Regions from separate parts of the Mus musculus genome. Here regions 1 and 3 are each linked to region 2. The links are chromatin contacts, called in public HiChIP or PLAC-seq maps. All regions are on one chromosome and are shown on one strand. The core of a region is the stretch at or near the end of the contact, and the rest is flanking DNA. Distances in the headings are between cores, read along the strand shown. Region 1 has its middle 32 kb from the start of Gm19723. Region 2 overlaps Gm4827 (predicted gene 4827). Region 3 has its middle 3.8 kb from the start of Gm19723.

Evidence for each region. HiChIP or PLAC-seq counts read pairs in DNA pulled down with a chosen protein or histone mark.
Region 1: an HNF4G HiChIP or PLAC-seq map of pancreatic cancer cells shows a contact between it and region 2. The contact joins two enhancer-like sites. A contact is called at or near these places in 17 of 484 Hi-C or Micro-C datasets (the G1E-ER4 cell line, the N1E-115 cell line, Th1 cells and 11 more) and 3 of 115 datasets of contacts at active chromatin or transcription factors (bone marrow-derived dendritic cells, fibro-adipogenic progenitors and pancreatic cancer cells).
Region 3: an HNF4G HiChIP or PLAC-seq map of pancreatic cancer cells shows a contact between it and region 2. The contact joins two enhancer-like sites. A contact is called at or near these places in 14 of 484 Hi-C or Micro-C datasets (the Ba/F3 cell line, the C10 cell line, CD4 single positive thymocytes and 10 more) and 7 of 115 datasets of contacts at active chromatin or transcription factors (the HPC-7 cell line, astrocytes, bone marrow-derived dendritic cells and 4 more).

Annotation. Positions count from the first base shown.
Region 1 is chr16:49,922,533-49,925,367 of GRCm38.p6, forward strand. No RefSeq gene overlaps it. Among named protein-coding and RNA genes, the nearest start is that of Gm19723, 32 kb to the right of the region's middle. Within about 2 kb of position 1,284, at least 70 of the 459 cell types and tissues checked have an H3K27ac peak or open chromatin away from gene starts, as enhancers often do. A contact at or near this core is called in the N1E-115 cell line and pancreatic cancer cells, where this site is marked.
Region 2 is chr16:50,025,857-50,028,615 of GRCm38.p6, forward strand. Gm4827 (predicted gene 4827) reads right to left here. Exons shown (of 4, transcript NR_045935.1): 3 at 1,335-1,381. Among named protein-coding and RNA genes, the nearest start is that of Gm32101, 22 kb to the right of the region's middle. Within about 2 kb of position 1,510, at least 34 of the 459 cell types and tissues checked have an H3K27ac peak or open chromatin away from gene starts, as enhancers often do. A contact at or near this core is called in the G1E-ER4 cell line, the N1E-115 cell line and pancreatic cancer cells, where this site is marked.
Region 3 is chr16:49,950,630-49,953,527 of GRCm38.p6, forward strand. It overlaps Gm5486. Among named protein-coding and RNA genes, the nearest start is that of Gm19723, 3.8 kb to the right of the region's middle. Within about 2 kb of position 1,467, at least 79 of the 459 cell types and tissues checked have an H3K27ac peak or open chromatin away from gene starts, as enhancers often do. A contact at or near this core is called in the G1E-ER4 cell line, the N1E-115 cell line and pancreatic cancer cells, where this site is marked.

The DNA.
Region 1 (2,835 bases), core at 34-2,533, 100 kb before region 2:
TGAGAGATTTCCTCAAAACCAATAATGTGGTGTGTTACAGAGGAAGACATACTTTGGCCTCCAGCATATACATATATATCATATAATAGACATAAACATAGACATACATGCACATGCACATATGCACGCAAATAGACCAAAAGAAGAAAAAAAAGAAGAAGTTACAGTTTCTCCTGTAACTTTCAGTCTGTGGCTCTGATGAAAACCAACAACACAACAACAAAACAAACAAATAAAAGCAAAAACAAAAAACACCGTTTTGAGCTAAGAAAAACAAAACCGCAGCTAATATCATTAGCATGTTATGTTTCTGCCAATAGGCACACCACAGGAATGCCTAGCAAAGAATTCACTTTTTTTCTTTCTCTGGTTTTGTCTGGAGCTTTCTCAGCATCACCGTACATTAGAGATCATGCATGGGTTTTTGTTTGTTTGTTTGTTTTTTATCACAAATGCTTTGTCAAATCGCCTTATCATAATTCACTTTCCAGGTTGTTTTCTTCCTGTCCCTCTCATGAACTTCAGCACCCAGGGTGATACCTGAGTTGATCCATGCTAACTGTAGTGGAGGGAAGGGAGTAGGAGGCAGAATGAGGTGGGAGGGAAGCCATCTTTAGAAGACTCAGGGGCACGAGAGGAGCAACACAAGGAGTTAGAGGTGACTCCACTTAGCCTTAGAGAGTCTTGCCAAACCACTCCATGTTCTTCGCCTCTTCTCACTTTTCAGGAATATTTCTTGGATCCATAAATAGACAGGCGAGACAGTGTGTCAAATGCCGTAAAATCCCAGGGAGAAAGATGGGACGATACATAAATCAGTGTCATTTCTTATGTCACTGTTAATTGCATCGGCTTCACTCCTGTCTCCCTCATCCCACACATCCCTCTCCTCCACTTCTGGAAAGGTACCACTTAGTGGCTCGTTCTCCCTCGAAATGACATTATCAGCCATCGTGCCCTGTGTCAGAGACAACGCAACAGACTGAAAATACAGGCAGAGGCAGAGTTCTTCTGAGACAGTGTAAAAATTTAGTGGATTTCATACTTTCTGCCTACACTGAGCCCCTTGTTTTTTGCATAGGAAGAAAAGAGGAGATAAACGAATGACCTTCTTTTTCCTTTTGTAGCGGTGCTTTGGGTTTTTTAAGACGTGGCTGTGGAAAAACAAAAATATAAACAAGGCCTAGGAAATTCTTGCGCAAACACACTTAGGCCTCAAAAATAACATTACTCTTGGTTAAACTGCACAAAGCAGCAGCACTTCATTTGTGCAAGTGTTAGTCATCGCTTGGCAATGTCAGGGGGATACAGAACTCCACCTCACCCAGTCAATAGCAACTGACATAGGACACTATGGTTAGGAAATTCCCGACAAGCAAAGTGGAAAAGGGATTACTGGATACAGCCAATCACGTGATTTCTTTGTTCTGCTTCACGTCTTCCTTATAAATTCTTGCCGCTGATAATTTACCAGAACACTAAAACCTCTTTCAGTCTGGCACTCCCCAGTTCATAAACTGCTTCCTGTTCAAATGAACTCTACGGTTTTATTGCACCTCAGGTAATTCCGTTTACGTATAAAAGTAGCTAATGAGATAGAATGGGGACTCAGTGAATTTTACTCATTTCCCCTACCACTCACAAATAGGAAAAGAAGAAAAAAAATAAAACTATATACATTCTTCCATGTTTTTAACTTTTATATGTTTCCTTTTGTTTTATATCTATGAGTGTTTTCACCTGCATGAATGTATTTGCACCAAATACATGTCTGATGCCCTCAGAAGTCAAACGAGGGCATTAGTTCTTCTGGACCTGAAGTTCTAGATGCTTGCAAGCCCACCATGTGGGTACTAAATAGCAAACCCAGGTCCTCTGTAAGAGCAACGAAAAAGCTCTTAAATGCTGAGCCATCTCTCTAACTCCTCCCATTTCTTAAAAGATGTTAAGGGTGATGTTGGAAAGAAGTCGAACTTTTTAATATTAAAAAAAACAAAAAATATATGAGTTATTTACTGCTAAACAGCTGCTCACAGTCAAGAAATCAGAGAACCAACATGATATTAAGGGCAGCTTTGGTGGGTGGATCCTTCACCAGCAGTGAGCCCTGGGCCCATATGAATCCAAGAACCCAAAGGCCTCCAGGCCTCAAGAAGGATGAAGAAGCCTTGAGAAGGGGAACCCACACAACTCACATTGCTGGCACCGGCTTTCCTCACTACAAATGCTAGTCACTCTGTGCAGACGGGTAGACACACACAGTCATGCCAGGCCAAGCCCTCGGGTCCTGTGGGCATCGTAGGCACATACTGCTTACAAAAGAAGATCAGGAACAGATGGGATTTTTGATAGATGGGAAAGGAAACAGTTCTCTCAAAATCTGTTTAATACCACTCGCCCCAACACACACATGCCACACCCCATTCACTTCAGATCTTCCCCTGGTCTTACTGCAGTTCCCCCAACATCAGCTCTGAAGTTCAGTCATTTGCTCTGTTTGAATCCCAGTTAAACTCCAAGGGAGGCTGGGAGACCCTGAATGCCCACAGTACAGGCAGGGGGCCACGTGATGTAGCAGCCAGTGTCTCAGTCCATCACTGTAGCTGGTGAGCTGCCAGCCTGTAACAGGCACATGTCTTCCTAGATCCCAGCTTTTTTCTGTGAAACATGACAGTCTGGCCCAGATGATGCTTTGCTGTCTCATCCAACCCTGCTCACCAGTCACCACTGCCCTGTGCTCAGCACTCCAGAAATGCATGTATGTCTTTATTTCTCCTGACCCCAGGGAGAGGTCAGGGGTGGCTTACAGAAGAAACCAGGGTCCCAGCTCCCACC
Region 2 (2,759 bases), core at 260-2,759:
ATATATGTGTGTGTGTGTGTGTATGTATGTATATATACAGAGAGAGAGAGAGATTAGAGAAATATTATTGACTTCCACCTGGTTTTTAATATCTAATCCCCGCAAGTCAGTATCTCAATAAGAAAGCTGCAGATCTAATGCTATGTCTAAATATGTACATTCTGTGCATGTATGCCTTCACACACACACACACACACACACACACACACACACACACACACACAGAGCAGTTGATGGCTTTCATAGCCTTAAATTTTTATCTACCTGAGTGAGTGTTATCTGTGCCAGTTTTTAAGCTCTAGGATGACAGGCAGCAATTTTATTGAGTTCACTTGACACCCCAGCTTACTCATCAGCTGAGCTTAAACAGTCCTCTCCACTGGTATTAACTCCCTGTATATTTTTACCCTTTAAGTAAGGTCTGAGAGACCAGAAGCACAGGCATAGCCAAGGAGCTTGTTAGAAATGCAAATCAGAAAACTTTCCTCAGAACTACTGAGTGTAAATCTGCATTTTAATAAGGTCCCAAGTGCATCTCTTATGCACATGCAAGTTTTGGAAGCCCTGATAGAGAGCAATGGTTTCAAACTTTATTGAGCATCCAAATTTCACTGTTGGAAGCCTTTTGGAAAAAAAAAAAAATATTCCTAGGTCCCACCCTCCAATTTTCAGTTCTGCATTACCGAGGTGGAGCCTGAAAATTTGCATGTCTAACAAGTTCTGAAATGATGCTGGTACTGCTGTGTTCTGAGCTACACTTTGGAGAACTTCTCACTTTAAAAATTTAAAAAGCACAATGGATAAAACCTCTGTGGCTTAGTAACCAGAAGTCTGGAAATTACCCTTCCACTCCTTGTGACCTTGAGAAGGTCTTCTCTGCTGCCTCCTGTCCTCATAGGTAAATAAAAGGAAGTGAGAAATCAGCCCAGCACAGCACTCACCTCCCCAGCATCTGTTTGCGCGTCCCCCTCCCCCATCCCACAGTGCCTGGAAACCAGGCATCTCATTTTAATTATCCTTCCATCCCCAGTGAGACTCTAGAAGTCTCTTGGCTGAATGAGTGAATAAATGAGCAAATAAAGAAGTGAATCTAAACTTGGGTTAATGGTTATGAAAATATCTTCAAGTGAAAGGTATTTTTTATTATCCTTGTCTAGGAGAAGGAAAAATAAGAAATCTATTTGTGTAGAGTGTGGACAAGCTGCGTTACTCTTGTTTCAAGGACACTAATAACAACACCTATAGCTAACATGCCTGTGGTGACAATATTGGACTAGATGCAAAATGCAATAATAGTAAAGAAACCATACTCAAAATATTTAATCTATACTCACAGAACTTGTGACAGTGGGAGGCCGGGTTTTATCAGTCTGGAGGATTGCTGTAAGAAAACAGATCCAAGATCAATCAAATTTTCCAGGAAACTGCCAACTGACATCTGTTTGCTGGGGCGATGTTGTCTGGGTGAGTCAGAGGGCTTCAGAAGAAAGAATGTTGTAAGTTTAAGCTTGGTACTTGAGCCTCCCCCCCTCCCCCCCACTGGTGATTGTGTGTATACTTGACACAAGCTGGAGTTATCACAGAGACTCCATTGAGGAAATGTCTCCATGAGAATCCATCTGTAAGGCATTTTCTCAATTAGTGATCAAGGGTGGGAGGGCCCATTGTGGGTGGTGCATTCCTGGGCTGGTAGTCCTGGGTTCTATAAGAAAGCAAGCTGAGCAAGCCAGGGGAAGCAAGCCAGTAAGTAACATCTCTCCATGGCCTCTATAGCAGCTCCTGCTTCCTGACCTGCCTGAGTTTCAGTCCTGACTTCCTTTGGTGATAAACAGGAATGTGGAAGTGTAAGCTGAATAAACCCTTTCCTCCCCAACTTTCTTGTTGGTCATGATGTTTGTGCAGGAATAGAAACCCTGACTAAAACAAACACTCATTCTCATTCTCTCTCTCTCTCTCTCTCTCTCTCTCTCTCTCTCTCTCTCTCTCTCTCTCACACACACACACACACACACACACACACACACACACACAAGTGGAGGCCAGAGGACAACCTCAGGTGTTCTACCTTAGGACTCATCCTGTTTTTTGAGACAGTATCTCTTACTGACCTGGTGCTTGCCAAGTACCTTACAATGGCTAGGAAACAAGTCCCAGGTTGTAAGTTTGTCTTTGTTGTGCCAACATGGAGATGACTAAACACAAGCTAGATGCAGCAATTGAGCTACCTTTTGAGGAAAAAGGTCTCAGAAAGCCAAGAAGTATTGGCAGAGACAGGGAGAGAACACTTGTGCCTGTATCCCAGCCCCCTGTGCATGGCACTTCCCTTGCTTCTTCACACGACCCTGCGGCACAACTCCAAGCTTTCTGGAAGCCAGGCCTGAGCTTTGCAATACCTGTCAATGCAAAATCAGAGTTTCCACCACAAAGGAACTAAGAGATAAATTATTCTGAAGCCAAATATGAATGACCATGGCCCAGGAATAGAGATTTAGGTCACCTCAAATGTCTCGTTTCAACATAGAAGCAGTTTAAGGACATTCTTGTAGTAATAGAACAAGGTAAGCATTAATCAAGACACTCTGTAAACACATTGGCAGAAACATTATGTGGGCAGGGTTGAAACAAACTGGAAAAAACTTCTACTACAGACCTCAGCTGCTCCCTGAGAGCAGTCTTACCTTTCTGGTTCATTGGAAAACTAGGACTCTGGACATTCCAAATGAGGGTTGCAAAGCTGTTAGCTCAGGAACAGAAGACAG
Region 3 (2,898 bases), core at 217-2,716, 75 kb before region 2:
GCCATCATCATTTTTTTTCCCAGAGAGTTCAGCACCTGTAGAACTTCCTTTTCCTACTTAAATACTGATACAGCAGTTTTGGTTGGCTTCCCCCTGGCATTGGTTTATGGCTTTGTGCCACACCATCTTTGCTAGAAGCATATCAGAGATACAGATTCATACTCCACTCCAGAACTACTGGTTCTGGGTTTGCATTTTCATAATACTATGTGTATGGTCTGGCTGTGGTTTGAATATGTTCAACATGGGTTTTTGTGCTCTGATTTTAGCCCAGATGCCATCATGTTGGGAGGTAGTAGAGCCTAATGAGAGGAAACTAGGTGTCCAAGATTGATGGGTATAAAAGGAATGGAAGGAACTAACACTGTTCCATGAACACTGAGTCAGTTCTTGGAAGAGGTTGATGTAACAAAGCAATACTTGCCTCTCCTTGCCCTCTGGCTTTCTGTCTTGCCATGCCATCTCTCCCTCTCTCTATGATACAATGTAGCCAGGAGCTTTCTCACCAGAACTAGTGCAATATTATTTGAACTCCCAGCTATCCACACTGTGAGTTAGAGCAACCTCTCTTTTTTACAAATTACTAAGATTCAGGTGTTTTGTTATCAGAAAAAGGACTAAGTATAGCAGATTCATATACACATTACAGTTGTGAAACACTGCCACAGATTTTAGAGATGGAGAAACTGTCGCAGATCCCTCTGAGTTCACAAGTAGATGAGGCAAGAGAGAAAAAAGAAATCCTTCTTGGGAAACTTGGATAGAGATCAAGAGAAAAGTGATTAAGAGTGATGCTGAGAATGTTAGAAGGGAAGAAAAACTTCATATATTGCACTTTTGCCAAAAAATCGCTCTGGGCACCAGCCTTTCTACTTGGAGCCAAGAGAAACATCATCCAACTGTGTAATTTGAAATAGGAACTGCTGTGTTTTTTCCAACTCTACTGGGGTGGAGGGGTTGAGATCAGGAAGGCCAACCCAGCAAGGCAGGACCTCTATTTCCCTGTTCCTGACACATTGCAGTCCCACACACTCTGTTTTCTATTCAAGAGCTGGCTTGAGGAAGAATAAGCCATTTTCGCTGCTATTTTTCCCTTGATAAAATCAGTGAGTACTGGAATGGCAGCAATCAAGATATGGTGTGTGTGTGTGTGTGTGTGTGTGTGTGTGTGTGTGTGTGTGTGGTGTATTTCAGCTTTGATAGGTCAATGAGTTGGTTTCTGTTGTTGTTTGTTGTTGTTATTTTCTGTTTAATCCTCCTGACCTAACACTAGAGGCATCTGGACATCTGCAGAAGGGGAGTTGGTAAGTATGGTGCTTAGCAAAAGGCTACTGTTTCATTTTCAGAAGATGTGTCATCAGTAACCACAAGATCTGAAAATGAGACTAGACTCTGGCTTGACACGGCTCTTAACACTGTACAGCATGCGGTGCTCCTGATGGATTGCTCATCACAAAAGCTCCAGACAATGACATTGCAGTAGCAGGGACGAAACATACACAGGCGTGACTCTGCTGTGCCTTCTCTGACCCACACTTTGTCCTGAGATGCAATCAGTCAAGTGCGGACATGTAGTTGTACACACATCCTGAGCTCAAACTCTACTCTGGATAAATGCCAGTGCCCAGAGAATATATCTTTGTGATCCAGGAAATCCAGGGACCACAGCCGGACACTGTGCTGAGGTGGCGGAGCTTCCGCTTGGCCAAGCAACTGAAAAAGACAGGGCAGAATTAGAAGGGGAGTCAGGGCACAGCATGTCACTTGCCACTCCCATAGCTCTAGAGACAAGCTGCTATTAATCACTCTGACCACATCTATCAGGCTTCTCTCATTTGGTCACAGCTCACAGTCACAGCAGCACAGCCAGGGTCTCCTAATAAATCATATACAGCAGTTCTATGGTGAGGATGATGCAGGAATGAGTGTGTACCATCTTAGCTATGAATCCCTGCTGTTAAAAATGGAGCAAAGAAATATCTGCTGGTTGCCAACCAGGTTGCAGAGTTTTAATTATGCACATGTGGTCTTCCTAAATTCTCTTTTCCCCCATCTCTCTTCACATTTTCATCTAACACATACCATGGTCCTACATGGAAATTAATAATATTCCTCTTCTCAGACCAAAAGACTGAAACTCAGAGATGCTAGGACATGTACCAAAGACTATACAGGTAATGGTGAAGCTAGTATATTTTGGTTCAGAGAGGACAGAGGAAGATAGATGGTAGAAATTGGGTTAAGGTGGGAGCAAAGATGAAAAAAGAAAGACAAAACTATCACCACCACCAGCAGCAACAACAGCAAAAAAAAGGGGGGGGATGGGATGTATTGATTAGCTTTGGTCAACATCACATAAACTGGAGTCACCTGGGAAACAGGAATATGGATTGAAGAATGATTCCCATCAAAGATATGTCTGTGGCTGTTTCCTTAATTGCTAATTCGTGTGGAAGGACCCAGCCCACTATGGGTGGTGCCATCCCTAGGAAGACTGATCTGAACTGTATATGAAAAGTATCCGTGTAAGCCTTGGATAACAAACCAGTAAGCAGCATTCCTCCAGGGTTTCTGCATCAGTTGGAATCCCTCAATGACAGACTATAACCTGTAAGCTGAAATAAACCTTTCCTTCTGCAAATTTATTTTGGTTAGTACTTGTCACCCCAATGGAGAAGAAACCAAGAGTATGAGGAATAGTCCAAGCATAGAAAGCAAATTACCTTCACGGCTGAGATTCTTATGTTACAACTTTGCCACATTCAGGCTGGTGACTCCATTCCAATCATCTAACCATGGATTCTCAATTTGCAAAGCGAAGGTAGTGATCTCCAGCCAACTGCTTCATGCTTTTCAGTATGAAATGAAAACGGATGCATACAATCTCCGAAGCTGAAG